Regions from separate parts of the Mus musculus genome. Here region 1 is linked to region 2. A link is a contact called in public HiChIP or PLAC-seq data. All regions are on one chromosome and are shown on one strand. The core of a region is the stretch at or near the end of the contact, and the rest is flanking DNA. Distances in the headings are between cores, read along the strand shown.

The links. HiChIP or PLAC-seq counts read pairs in DNA pulled down with a chosen protein or histone mark.
Region 1: a contact with region 2 is called in a CTCF HiChIP or PLAC-seq map of the NIH/3T3 cell line, with 8 read pairs. The contact joins two enhancer-like sites. A contact is called at or near these places in 3 of 15 datasets of contacts at CTCF or cohesin (the NIH/3T3 cell line, pro-B cells and thymocytes), 1 of 484 Hi-C or Micro-C datasets (the G1E-ER4 cell line), 1 of 115 datasets of contacts at active chromatin or transcription factors (double positive thymocytes) and 3 of 9 other capture datasets (adipose tissue, liver and pancreatic islet).

The regions. Positions count from the first base shown.
Region 1 is chr8:111,595,382-111,600,931 of GRCm38.p6, reverse strand. The region is part of intron 1 of Znrf1 (zinc and ring finger 1); the gene reads right to left. Among named protein-coding and RNA genes, the nearest start is that of Ldhd, 32 kb to the left of the region's middle. Within about 2 kb of position 3,386, at least 201 of the 459 cell types and tissues checked have an H3K27ac peak or open chromatin away from gene starts, as enhancers often do. A contact at or near this core is called in the NIH/3T3 cell line and adipose tissue, where this site is marked.
Region 2 is chr8:111,461,088-111,467,454 of GRCm38.p6, reverse strand. Wdr59 (WD repeat domain 59) reads left to right here. Exons shown (of 26, transcript NM_001170742.1): 19 at 533-666; 20 at 1,585-1,666; 21 at 5,187-5,299. Among named protein-coding and RNA genes, the nearest start is that of Gm24793, 46 kb to the right of the region's middle. Within about 2 kb of position 3,189, at least 35 of the 459 cell types and tissues checked have an H3K27ac peak or open chromatin away from gene starts, as enhancers often do. A contact at or near this core is called in the NIH/3T3 cell line and adipose tissue, where this site is marked.

The sequences.
Region 1 (5,550 bases), core at 2,137-4,636, 130 kb before region 2:
GAAGCTGGAGAGATGGTTTGAGGGGTAAAAGCTTTTGCTGTGCAGGCCTAATGGCCTGAGTTCTAGTCCCAAATCCCACGGAGGAAGAGAAAACTTACTCCTAAGAGGTAACCCTGACTTCCATACATGTGCCATGGCATCAGTGTACATGTAGAGAAAAATTATTTATTTTTAAAATTAATTTTATCTATAGTATATTATGGGCTGATTTCATCACTTGCAGAAGGCAATATTACCAGCCTTCCTCAGAGTGGAGGAAAGGACTATGTGGCATACAACAACAACAACAAAATTTTCTTTAAATAGGGTCTCTTTATTATTATGTAGCCCTGGCTGTCCTGGAACTCAGAGATCGCCTGCCTCTGCCTCCTGAGTGCTGAGATTAAAGGCACAAACCACCACACCAGACCATACATTAATTTTTTGAGTTGCTAAAATTTGAGACGTATATACAACAAACATGTGAAAATGAGTATTAAGTTACATGCTCAATCTTATACCCAGTAAAGTTATTCTTGTTCACTTGCTGCAAACCAGAACAGGTTCGGTGCAGATAGCTACACGCGGAAGCAAGGGGAAGAGTGTACACAGAGGTATATCCTGGTTGTCACGGCAGCACTGCAGACACAGGAAGACCAAGAAAAGCACTGGCCAGCAGCAGGAGCTCAGGCTGGCCACTGTCTAATGGCTCTTTCCTGGAAATAACCCATTTCTTCAAGGAGGAAGAAGGGCTACTTAGCAGGAAAGGATGGTAGCTGGGACAAGAACGTGGTGATTCACGCCTGATCAGTACAAGACAATGAAACCTTAGCCTGAGTGTGAGATCAGGTTTCCAATGACTGGCAAAGATGAACACTGCCTTATCGTTTCTCATAACCTGGTCATCATGCTTGGACAAGTTTACAGGAATCCCAACCATTACACATAAAATGTGGGTGTAAGGTCTCCAGGGGGAGCATTTGGCTTGCATTTTGGAGATGTCTTATTTAAAGGATGGGCCATCTGTTGAAAGAGGGACATTGTCCAGTATCCAGAGGATCAAGCCAGGAGTTCTTCTAGTTCCCAGACACCAAGGATTACCTACAAGCAAGCAAGGCAATTACGATGGATAAATCCAGCCCTGACATGCTTACTGACCTGAGCACTACCTTCTCCCTCCTCACTCGTCATACCCATGTCAGCCTCCACACACCACACAGCCATGTTCCTGGTACCCAACAATCCTCACCACTGCTTGTGTGGGCTTTCCAGTGTCTGGGCAATGCCAAAGAATACTGTTCAAGATAAATATAAGTCATGGGAAGCAAGTCCAATACCACTGCCTCTTAAAAACCCGAACCAGAACCGGGAGAAGTGGCAGCCTTTAGTTCTAGCACTCAGGAGACAGCAGCAGGTGGATCTCTGAGTTTGAGGTCAGTCTGCTCTGCAGAGAGTGAGTTCTGGGACAGCCAGAGCTACACACAGCTCTTGAAAAAAAGAAACAGGGCTGGAGAGATGGCTCAGTGGTTAAGAGCACTGACTGCTCTTCCAGAGGCCCTGAGTTCAAATCCCAGCAACCACATGGTGGCTCACAACCATCTGTAATGAGATCTGATGCTCTCTTCTGGTGTGTCAGAAGACAGCTACAGTGTGCTCATATACATAAAAATAAATAAATAAATCTTAAAAAGAGAGAGAGAAAGAAAACAACAAACAAACAAATCAAAACCAAACATGGGGGGAAAAAGCTAGTGTCTATGTAAATGTGCAATTATCAGCCCCAAATGATTTGCGGGTTGTCTCTATATTACAAGGGGAAAGAGCATTTCTTTCTGCAGCTTCAGGGGGCAGTGTTGGAGCAAGACACTGGCTATGTAAACTGAGCCCCATTTACAGCAACCATCCTCAGCAAACTTCCCAAAGAAAACTGACTGGTCTTGGAACCACACTGTGGATAGAGATGAAGTCCCAGTGTTCTTTATTCATATAGCTCAAGATCCCAATATTCAACTAGCTCCCCCTCCCCAAGGGATGCCAAGTTTTGTTTCTTTATTTTTTCTAAATTCACTTATTACATGTGTATTGGCATTTTGCCCTATATGTGTGTGGGGTGTGTGTGTGTGTGTGTGTGTGTGTGTGTGTGTGTGTGTGTGTGTGTAGTATATGTATGTGTTACACAGTTGTGAGCTGCCATGTGAGTCCTGGGAACTGGGGAGAGCAGTCAGTACTCTTAACCTCTAAGCCATCTTCTAGCTCCCAGCTTTCCTTTTTTTAATAAGGGAAAGGAAGATGGAGGGGGAGAGAGTAAGAGATGGGAAAGGGGGGACAAAGAGAGGGAGGGAGGAAGGACGGGAGAGAAAGAGCATGAATGTGTTTGGAGAAAAAAGGTCAGTTAAGAAAGAGACAAGAAAGGGAAAAAATAATACCAAGAATTCATACTGGACTGATTTCTGGGTTTCTAAAGGCATGATCCACACCATTAGATGATTAGAATTTTTCAATGACAAGAGAGAAAATGCTTGATTAGTATTGGACTTATTGGCAAATGGCCATAATACTTAAACACAAATGATCATTCATATAGAATAAAACTATTTGTTTGCACTGTGCAACATTTTTTTAAAAAGATTCATTTATTTTTATTTATATGAGTACACTGTAGCTGTCTTCAGACACACCAGAAAAATGCATTGCATCCCATTACAGATGGTTGTGAGCCACCATGTGGTTGCTGGGAACTGAACTCAGAACCTCTGGAAGAGCAGTCAGTGCTCTTAACCACTGAGCCGTCTTTCTAGCCTGCATTGTGCAACTTAACATCTGTAAATATCACCAGCCCTGGCCTTCACATCACTGGAAGTCAACTAGAAGGTTCTTCCTAGGTGCTCCCTATAATCCCAGATTATAAAAACACATACTCCTCTGTTCATTTCTCAGAAAGTACTAGCTGAAGCTTGGGCCCTAGCACATAAGAAACAATGAACATTTGGATTCCTGCGTGACTTTAGCCCTGGCCCCTTCTCATCAGCACATCCTCCGCTCGGCTGCACTTACACCCTGGAGTACATGGAGGCAGACACTCAGGATATAGTTCCCAAGGCCACACTGGGTTTTGAAATGGCACCTAAAGAGAAAAACACAGGATGGAAGAGGGAGGGAGTGCCAGCCTCACAGCCTTATTGCTTTCCTGTCACCCACAGCTACATGGAAATATCCTAGTGTTTTTTGAGGTATTGACTAAAGGGTCAAAAGAAATTTCCTAGAGAGTCCCTGGGTATAGCACAAACAAAAAGAGCCTCCAATTCTAAGATCCCTAAAATAGCACATGATCTCTACCAGGGTGTGCAAGGCATAGTATTCATTGTTTCTCCTCTGGCTCAGATTACTTGACTCTGGGAGATAAGAATGAGGAAGTTGAGGGTGGGAATAAGGAGACTGGTGGAAAAGACTCCAACATGTTAGTGGGAACATGAGGATACCTCATAAATCTTTCCTGTGACAACAGAGCCAAGGTTAAGAAAGCCAAGGCCCTCCTACTGAAAGCAAGCAATCTGTAACAGAAAGTTACATCACGGACAAGCACAAGGCAGCAGACAAATTATGTCCTATGCAGTCTGTGTTCTGGACCTTTCCCTCATAAATGCCTATGAGATGAGAGAACCACAAACTGCAAACTCCTTCTTCACTTTGACATTTTGCCTTGAGGACTATTTTTATATTGGTTTTAACATTTCCTTATTTCCAGTCAGCACACCAATTTCCCAGAAGATTGGCTTCAGAAACATAAATATTGACAAATACTGCTTATTGAAATATGTGGCAAGAATTAAAAAGCACCCATCCAGACAGACAGACAGATCTCGACTCAGCACCAGTGCTCAGATGCTTTCTCTCTGTTCAAGAGAAATGAAGCCAGCATCAGGCACATCACCTCCCGACTCGAGGCTGTACGCCTTTAATCCCAGTACTTGAGGCTAAGGCAAGTTCCAGGTCAGACAGGGTTACAGAGTGAGACCCTGTCTCAGAAAAGAAGGCAAAGCGGAATAATTGGGATTCTTTGGTCCTGCTGAAAATTATCTGGGCTCTCGCAGTCCATTTGGGTTGCTATGACTAAATACTGTGGACCACCAGTAGCTTAAAGAGCAAATATTTATTTCTCACAGTTCTATTGACTTTCAAGCCAAAGATACAAGGTGCTAGCAGATGTAGTGTTTTACTCCTGGCCTGTAGGCAACAGCCTTCTTGTTGTGTCCTAACATGGTAGAGAGTGCTGGTGACTCTGTCTCGTCTAAAAGCACAACTCCATGATCAAGACTCCATTGTAACAACCTTATCTAAAGCCAAGCACCTCCCACAGACCCCACCGCTTACACCACACCAGATGACGGGATTCCAGAGAGGACTTGGAGTATAATCTTTACACCCACAGAGTACATTCTATTCTCTAGGTACCAATGAAAACATAACTGCTGGCCAAACTCAGGATGGGCATTAAATCAGTCAGTCTGTCCATTCACATTTACTCTATATTGAACAGTAGGATACACAGCAGAGAATTAAATATAATTTCTACTCTTGGTGAATCAATGGGTGTCCTTAGGGAACTGAACAGAAATGTCCACAGTGGATTAGGCTTATCTGGTGAATAGACCTTATACATAGATTCTTGGGACTCTTGGGATGGGCTCAGGATCCATCCGTTTCCAGAAGCACTACGCCAAGTTCTCATGGAACCGTATGAAGGAGGACCAACCGTGTACTACTGCACAGAGCTAACCAACTACAGGTATGTGCACCCACTGCTGGAGTTTACCCCGGCAGAGGCTGCCTTCAACTTCTCAGTTCCAGCAACTGCTGAAACCAGGGCGAGGGGTAAGTAGGACAGGGAAGTGCGCGCGCCGCAGAATGTCGGTTAAGAGCCCGCTGTCTGCAGACTGCTTCCTGCCTGCCACAGATAACAATCGCATGTGCCTGTGTACAGATCTCTACCAGACAGTGGTGTGTTTGTGAAGGGAACTGTTGCGGTTGGTCCCCGGGCAGGCTGAACCAATCCCATTAGGCTAGAGCAACCTGCAGCCTCTCATTCTTCCTGTCAACAAGAGCAGGTGGAGGGGCCCTTCTAGAGGTGCCCAGGGTGCAGCCAGCAGAGATGACCTAAGCTTACTACTCTTAATGGGCTGGCAAGGGTCCCAACAACCACTTTCAGAGCAAAAGGGACTATTTTTGGAGGTTGAAAGGGGAACGGAGTGGGGGTGGTGAGAGAAGATATAGGTATCAAACCCAGAGCCTTGTGTATAGAAAATGCTCTCCCATTGGGCTAAATCCCCAGCTTCACAATCTCCATAGCTCCTTTGGGGGGACTACAGCCACTGTGGCAGTCTAAAAAATATCTTAGAAATCTCTTCTATTATGGAAATCTTCAAACAAAAAATAGAATGAGCTTCCAAGTACTAGCCGCCTAGCCTCAACAATGACCAACTCCGGGACAGGCCCATCTCATGCTTGCCTGAGGTATACATATCTTGGTTTGCTAGGACAATCTGGTTATGGATTGCTATCCTAGTGCAATGA
Region 2 (6,367 bases), core at 1,940-4,439:
CAGGCCTGCTACAAAAGCAAGGTCTTATGTTACCCAGTGTCTCTGTCTTCAGACATAATAGCCTTGCAGAGCCCACACTGTCGTGTCTGAATTAAAATATCAACTAACCCTGTTGAAACTGTCTATGAAGAAAAAAAAAAACCTTTGAATCGTTTCAGGCAAGAACTTTGAACCTAGTACTGAACACCCTAAAGTCCCCCTTCCCCGTTTGTGGGGGATCTTTACTAACTTCTTTACCTGCTATTTTTAAATTAATTAATTAATTCTGGCTTCCTGGTATCTATTTTTGAGCACCTGCAGAATGTAGATGGCCCTGCAGTAGGTGCTTGTTTCCCCATGAGGGTCTTGGATCAAGAGCTTTGGGCCATTTGTTACCTTTTATTTCCTACAGATGCTGATTTCATGTAATTGTGGGGCACGATGTAATTTAAAGTCTCTGCAAATGACCAATGACCCAAATATGATGTACTGTGCAACTGTAGGTTCCCACTCTCCAGAGGCCCCGTTAGTCACTTCTGGTCATCTCCCTTAGAAATCGAGGAGGTGGAAGAGTAAGCGGGAAGGCTCTGACTCCGGCAACCGACCCATTAAGGCTGCTGGCAAGGTCATCATCCAGGATGTCTCGTGCCTCCTTCCCGTTCATAAGTCCTTGGGAGAGCTGTACATGTAAGTCCATGGGCCCAGGCGGCATGGGGCACGGCACCTTGGGAGCTGCAGAGCTTTGTAAAGTCTTAGACAACTTGGGGAAACTCGGTGTGGTAGCTTCTTGATAGTGACTAACAAATTGCCATAAACTGTGGCTTCAAAGAGTGTGCATTTCTTTTTTTTTTTTTTTAAGATTTATTTATTTACTATATGGAAGTACATTGTAGCTGTCTTCAGACACTCCAGAAGAGGGAGTCAGATCTCGTTACAGATGGTTGTGAGCTACCATGTGGTTGCTGGGATTTGAACTTTGGACCTTTGAAAGAGCAGTCGGGTGCTCTTACCCACTGAGCCATCTCACCAGCCCAAGTGTGCATTTCTTACCTCACTCTTTGTGTAGGTCAGGCACCCAGCTTGGTGGGCCCTCCTTGCCCCCGATCTCACCTAACTGAAAGCATAACTTTGGGCCCACCGATGGTCTCTGCTGAAGCTCAGGGTCCAGCAAGCTGAATTTAGAGCCTTCTTTTATTGAAAGACAATAGGAGCAGAGGCTGGCCTGTAGGTCTTCCAAGCCCTTGAACACATCACAGAAAGTGTTATCTTTTGAGATATACCCACAGCACAATACTTTTTAGATGGAAATCACAGTTAGTATGTACACATTTAAATCCCAAACCTTGAGAACTCAACAGAAAAGCTGGTAGCTAATTAATATTTTTCTTATTGCCTCCTCCTGAAAGTGGTGAGTATTTCCGGTCCTCCCCAGGTGGGAACCCTAAGCCCTGCAGCACCTGCTCTAATTAACCCTTCCCAGCCTGTCAGATAGAGGAGGTGTTTTGAGTGACAACCAAAGAGACACTTACCTAGGCTGGTAAATCAGGAGGAGTTCTTGGGAAGTTCAAGTAGAAACCTTCTTAGTCTTGTTTGTTTTAATTTCAGATTGAATGTGAACGACACTCAGGAGACATGTCAGAAGAATGCCACTTCTGCCATGCTTGTGGGAAGGAAGGATCTTGTCCAGGTACTGTCAATCTGTGTTGGTGAGGTTCTGGCCTTGACAATTGTCAGCTAGTGACACTGATAGGTGTGCCCACTATTTGAAGTTTCTTTTTTATTTTCTTTGCCAGTCTGCCCTCCCTCCCTCCCTCCCTCCCTCCTTTCCTCTCTCCCTCTCTCTCCTGGAACTCACTCTGTAGAGCAGGCTGGCCTCAAACTCAGGTCTGCCTGGCTCTGCCTCCCTAGTACTGGGATTTAAGGCAAGTGCCACCACTGCCACCTGTGGGTAAATTTTGTTATTAGTGCTAAGTGGGGAAGATCCTTAAGTGGCTTTTTTCCCTTAAACTATGTGGGTTTATTTTTCAATGCCACAGTGATCATTGTCGCCTAAATTTGAGAATCTGTCTGTACCTTTGTCATTTCACCTCAATTACTTTTTTTAATTTTTAAAAAAATATTTCATAAGAAAGTTTACCAGCGTGTACTTCAAGGTAGAGATGCTCAGTTTAAACATGACTTCATGGGGCTGGAGAGACGCAGAGAAGGCTGGAGCACGGGCTGCTCTGATAGGAGGCCTTGGTTCAATTCCCAGCATCCATGTGGTGGCTCACATCTGTAATTCCAGCCCCAGGGGATCCAGCTACCCCTTCTGGCCTCCTCTGGCACCAGGCATGTGCATGATAGACATACCTGCGGGCAAAACACCCATACTTGTAAAATAGTAGTACATTGTTAAATAGTAAAATCTGACAGTATGTGTAAGATGTCCGTTTCCTTCATCTCCGGAGGTTCCCATGTATTGTTCTTTTTTACTGAGACACGTTCTGCACATCACTAGTCTGCACGTTCTGCACATCACTAGTCTGCACGTTCTGCACATCACTAGTCTGCACGTTCTGCACATCACTAGTCTGCCCCTTACAGTGAGATACTTAGTTCCTAGTGTTGTCAGTGCTCTCATTAGAAACCGTGCAGAGTGTTTTTATCACCCATAAAAAGAAACTCTTGTCTTTCAGTCAGTTCTTCCCATCAGCCCTGGGCAACCGCCAGGCCCCTCCTGTCTGTCTTGCTCTCTGTTCTCTACTTGATGACAAGACTGAGCTTTGGAAGTCACTAGCAGCTCTCCCAGCAGCTCAGAGTTTCCCTCATAACTGAGTGAGTCAGCACGGAGGCCTTCCCTTGATTTTCATTTGATTAAAAACATCCCTAACAGAGGTCCTTGGTCCTGTGAAGGTTCTATGCCCCAGTATAGGGGGAATGCCAGGGCCAGGAAGCAGGAGTGGGTGGTTGGGAGGGGGCGGGGAGAGGAGGAGAGGAAGGGGGAAGGGATTTTTGGAGGGGAAACTAGGAAAGGGGATAACATTTGAAATGTAAATAGAGAAAATATCTAATTAAAAAAATCTCTAAGATTTCCATTCATCTAGTAATGAATATCATATCATCTCTCCCAGAAACCCTTTAAAAAAACTCCCTAATGGTTTAATCTATTTCCGTCAGCCCCACCCACCAGACTCTGAACACTAAGAAGGCAAAATAAGCTAATAGGAATTAGCCAAGGCCAGCTCAGAGTCCTAGAGAACACCCCAGGCAAGTTCTCTCAGGCCTTCAGCCTTGGAGGGGTTTATAGTGTGGGAACCACAAGAATTACCCCCATGGGGGATATGAAATCATTGAAGACTGCCCCACCCCAAAGAACATTCTCTCAACAGGGTTACAGCTTTTCCTTTAAGTATTCTCCCTCTTCCTTATTCTCTTCCTGCATGTCTCCGTTCCTTCCTTCTCTCCTCTCCCCAACTCCTCCCTCCCCAGTGCTTTTCTGACAGAATTGGTATGGAAGGCTAGACCAGTCTCAGTGATGTGGGGAGACGCTTGTCTTCATGTGGGCTCTGCTTGACTTCTGGGCCCTGACACTCTTTCTGTGTGTGATCCCCAGCAAGCTGCCCAGACTTTGTGAACGTCAGGGTCCCTGCTATAAAATGAGCCATACTTCTGACTTCATGAGGAAGTAAATGACATAAAACCTGTGACTGCTCCTAGCTGTCTGGACACCCACAGCTGTATGTGACGGTCATTTGTGACTTGATGATGTGTAAAGACAGAAATGACCTGATTGACAAACAGTGATGCTCAAAGAATTTGTATTGTTTTTCTTCCTGCCCTTGATGAAGATGTACTTCCTGTTTTGTGTCCCTCGCATTTACCAGTGAAGCAGATGCAAGGGCACGCTTCTGTTGAAAGCCTTTAGGAAATGTGTGTTATGGAGGGAGACTCTAACACAACTCAATAGTCAGCCATGGCAGAAAACCTGTCCTGCCATCGTTAACTTTGGCGATGAGTGTGAGCTGCATGTCTGTACTTGGAGCAATACTGGTGTGTCACTTTTTGTATGTTGCCCTTGTGCTGTATCTTACATATCTAATGTTTGCCTTTCCGAATTTTTATTTGCTTGCTGGTCTCAAATTATAGACTTGACTCAAAGTTTGTGTCTTCTTCCTTTCGGGTTTAGAATAGTGTGTTCCAGGTAGTGGGTACGATGATTATATTGCTTTTTCAAAACCAAACAAAACAAGCCGGGCAGTGGTGGTGTACACCTTTAATCCCACCACTTGGGAGGCAGAGGCAGGCAGATTTCTGAGTTCGAGGCCAGCCTGGTCTACAGAGTGAGTTCCAGGACAGCCAGGTCTACACAGAGAAACCCTGTCTAGAAAAAAAACAAAACAAAAAGCAAAACAAAGCAGAAGAGATTTTCCAAAAGCAGTATTCGATTTTTTTAAGGTCTCAAGGGGTTGCTCATCTCTTTCTGATGGGCAGTGAAGGCCTTGGGCTTACTAGACATTTAATGGACATTAGAGTGGTGATTCTAAGCCCCGTGCGGTTGGAGGCCTTGGGTGATCATCAGACTTCATGTCAACAGAAACAAAGCCAAGGTTGTTTAGTTCTTGGCCTGTTCTTTAGCTTCAAAAGAGCCCTAAAACTTTGTAATGGAGGTGACGGCATTCTCCACCCACGGCACGAAGAGCAGGTCCTCAGTGGGCTGTGGGCTGCTCTGGTTTGGTCTCTGCCGACCCTGTTCACCAGGGAAGCGTCAGAAGAGGCCAAGCACGCTGAAGAAGCTGGACCTTGGACTATGATGTGTTTGCTCTCTGAAGCTTGCTTTGTGGAAGGTTATTCTTCCTTACATGGCTTGGCCATGTGGTGTGGGTTGGGGTAAAACTCGGGATAGCCTCGCCTCCAACTCTTGGCCGTCTCAGCCTGCCAAGGGCTGGAGTTGCAAGCGTGAGCCACCATGTTTGGCTTTTAATGAAAGTTTTAAGGCTAGTGTTTCTCAGCTTTATAGTATCGTCAGTCACTGAGGACCCTGTTAATGCATCAGCTTTAATGCAGTAAGTCGGAGTGGGGCTTAGCATTCTGCCAGCCCGAGCCGTTTGCATCCTCGTAGTGAGGTTTCAGACTGTAGGAAGAGGGCAGACAGATGGGGCCCCTTTGCAGGGTCTGTGCATCTCTTCTGTGGCTTGAACTTGAGCATCTTCCTTTGGTCTGTCCAGGTTTGGTCGCTGGCTACGGTAGCTACAGATCTTTGCCTTGGGCCGAAGTCTGACCCAGATTTGGAAACACCTTGGGCTCGACATCCATTTGGGCGACAACTGCTGGAGTCCCTGTAGGTTCTGAGAGCTAAAAGTGAGGAGAATGAGTGGAGGGGGTTGTAGTCTGTAAACACATTAAATGGTCCCACCATGGTGAGGGGAGCAGAGGTGCAGAGGTGTGAAGGGAAGAAAGCCCTTTGCTTTTAGCACAGAAACGGCCTCTGTGTAGAATGAACTTCTGGCAGCATGAGGCATTAAGTAACATTTGTCACTCACAAGAGTTTGAAACCCTTATGAGTCCCATGCTCATTGGAGTGCTTTAGGCCTTCACTCACACCACTGGGCACACGGGCCTTTGGGCTCTGGAGATGGTAAGTGTCAGTCATGGTGCTGTGTGGTTTGCCCCATGGGAACAAGGACAGAGCTGTGTGTTGGTATTCATGTTCTATCAATACTAGGATCCTGTTAGACAGCTCATAAAAGCATCGGATTTATGTCCAACTTACTACTCCAAAATACAGCAAGTCAGAGCATATAAAATAATATTTAAGGCATTAAGTGAGCCACTCAGTTATTATTCCTCATAGTGAGGCCCAGGGTCCTGGCAGAGAAACCCCACTGCTTCAAGTTGAAGCTTGCTTCTTTGCTGGTCGAGGCTAGACCTGGGGCAGCTGATGATGCTCCCATTGCCTCTTCCATAGGCAGGTTTTAAAGCTTGCTGTAGTTAGCTTACAGATGCCTCTTGACAGAATCCTTCTCAGTCCCTGAGCTTGGATTTGAGCGTGGTGGTCCTGAGAGCGAAAGGGGAGGAAACCTGAGGTAAACGTGTTCCTCACCATTCTCACTTAGTCCAGGAACAGACATGGCGTGGTGACAGCGTTCTCTGAGCGGCTCCGGGTAGTATAAGGTCAAAGAAAGGACACACATAGAAACTTACCACAAAACTGCTTGTTTGTTTGTTTGTTTTTCCTGGAGCTGGGGAGACCGAGAGAGCACAAGAGTGTGTGGACCACCTCTCTCAGGTGCTAGGTCAGTCTGCTTGGTTCTGCAGACGCTGTGTTGCTTTAGAGCCCATGCCTGACTGCCAGATAAAGCTTTCAGATTCCTAGCTAGGTTGCTACTAACAAAAGTAAATGGGACCC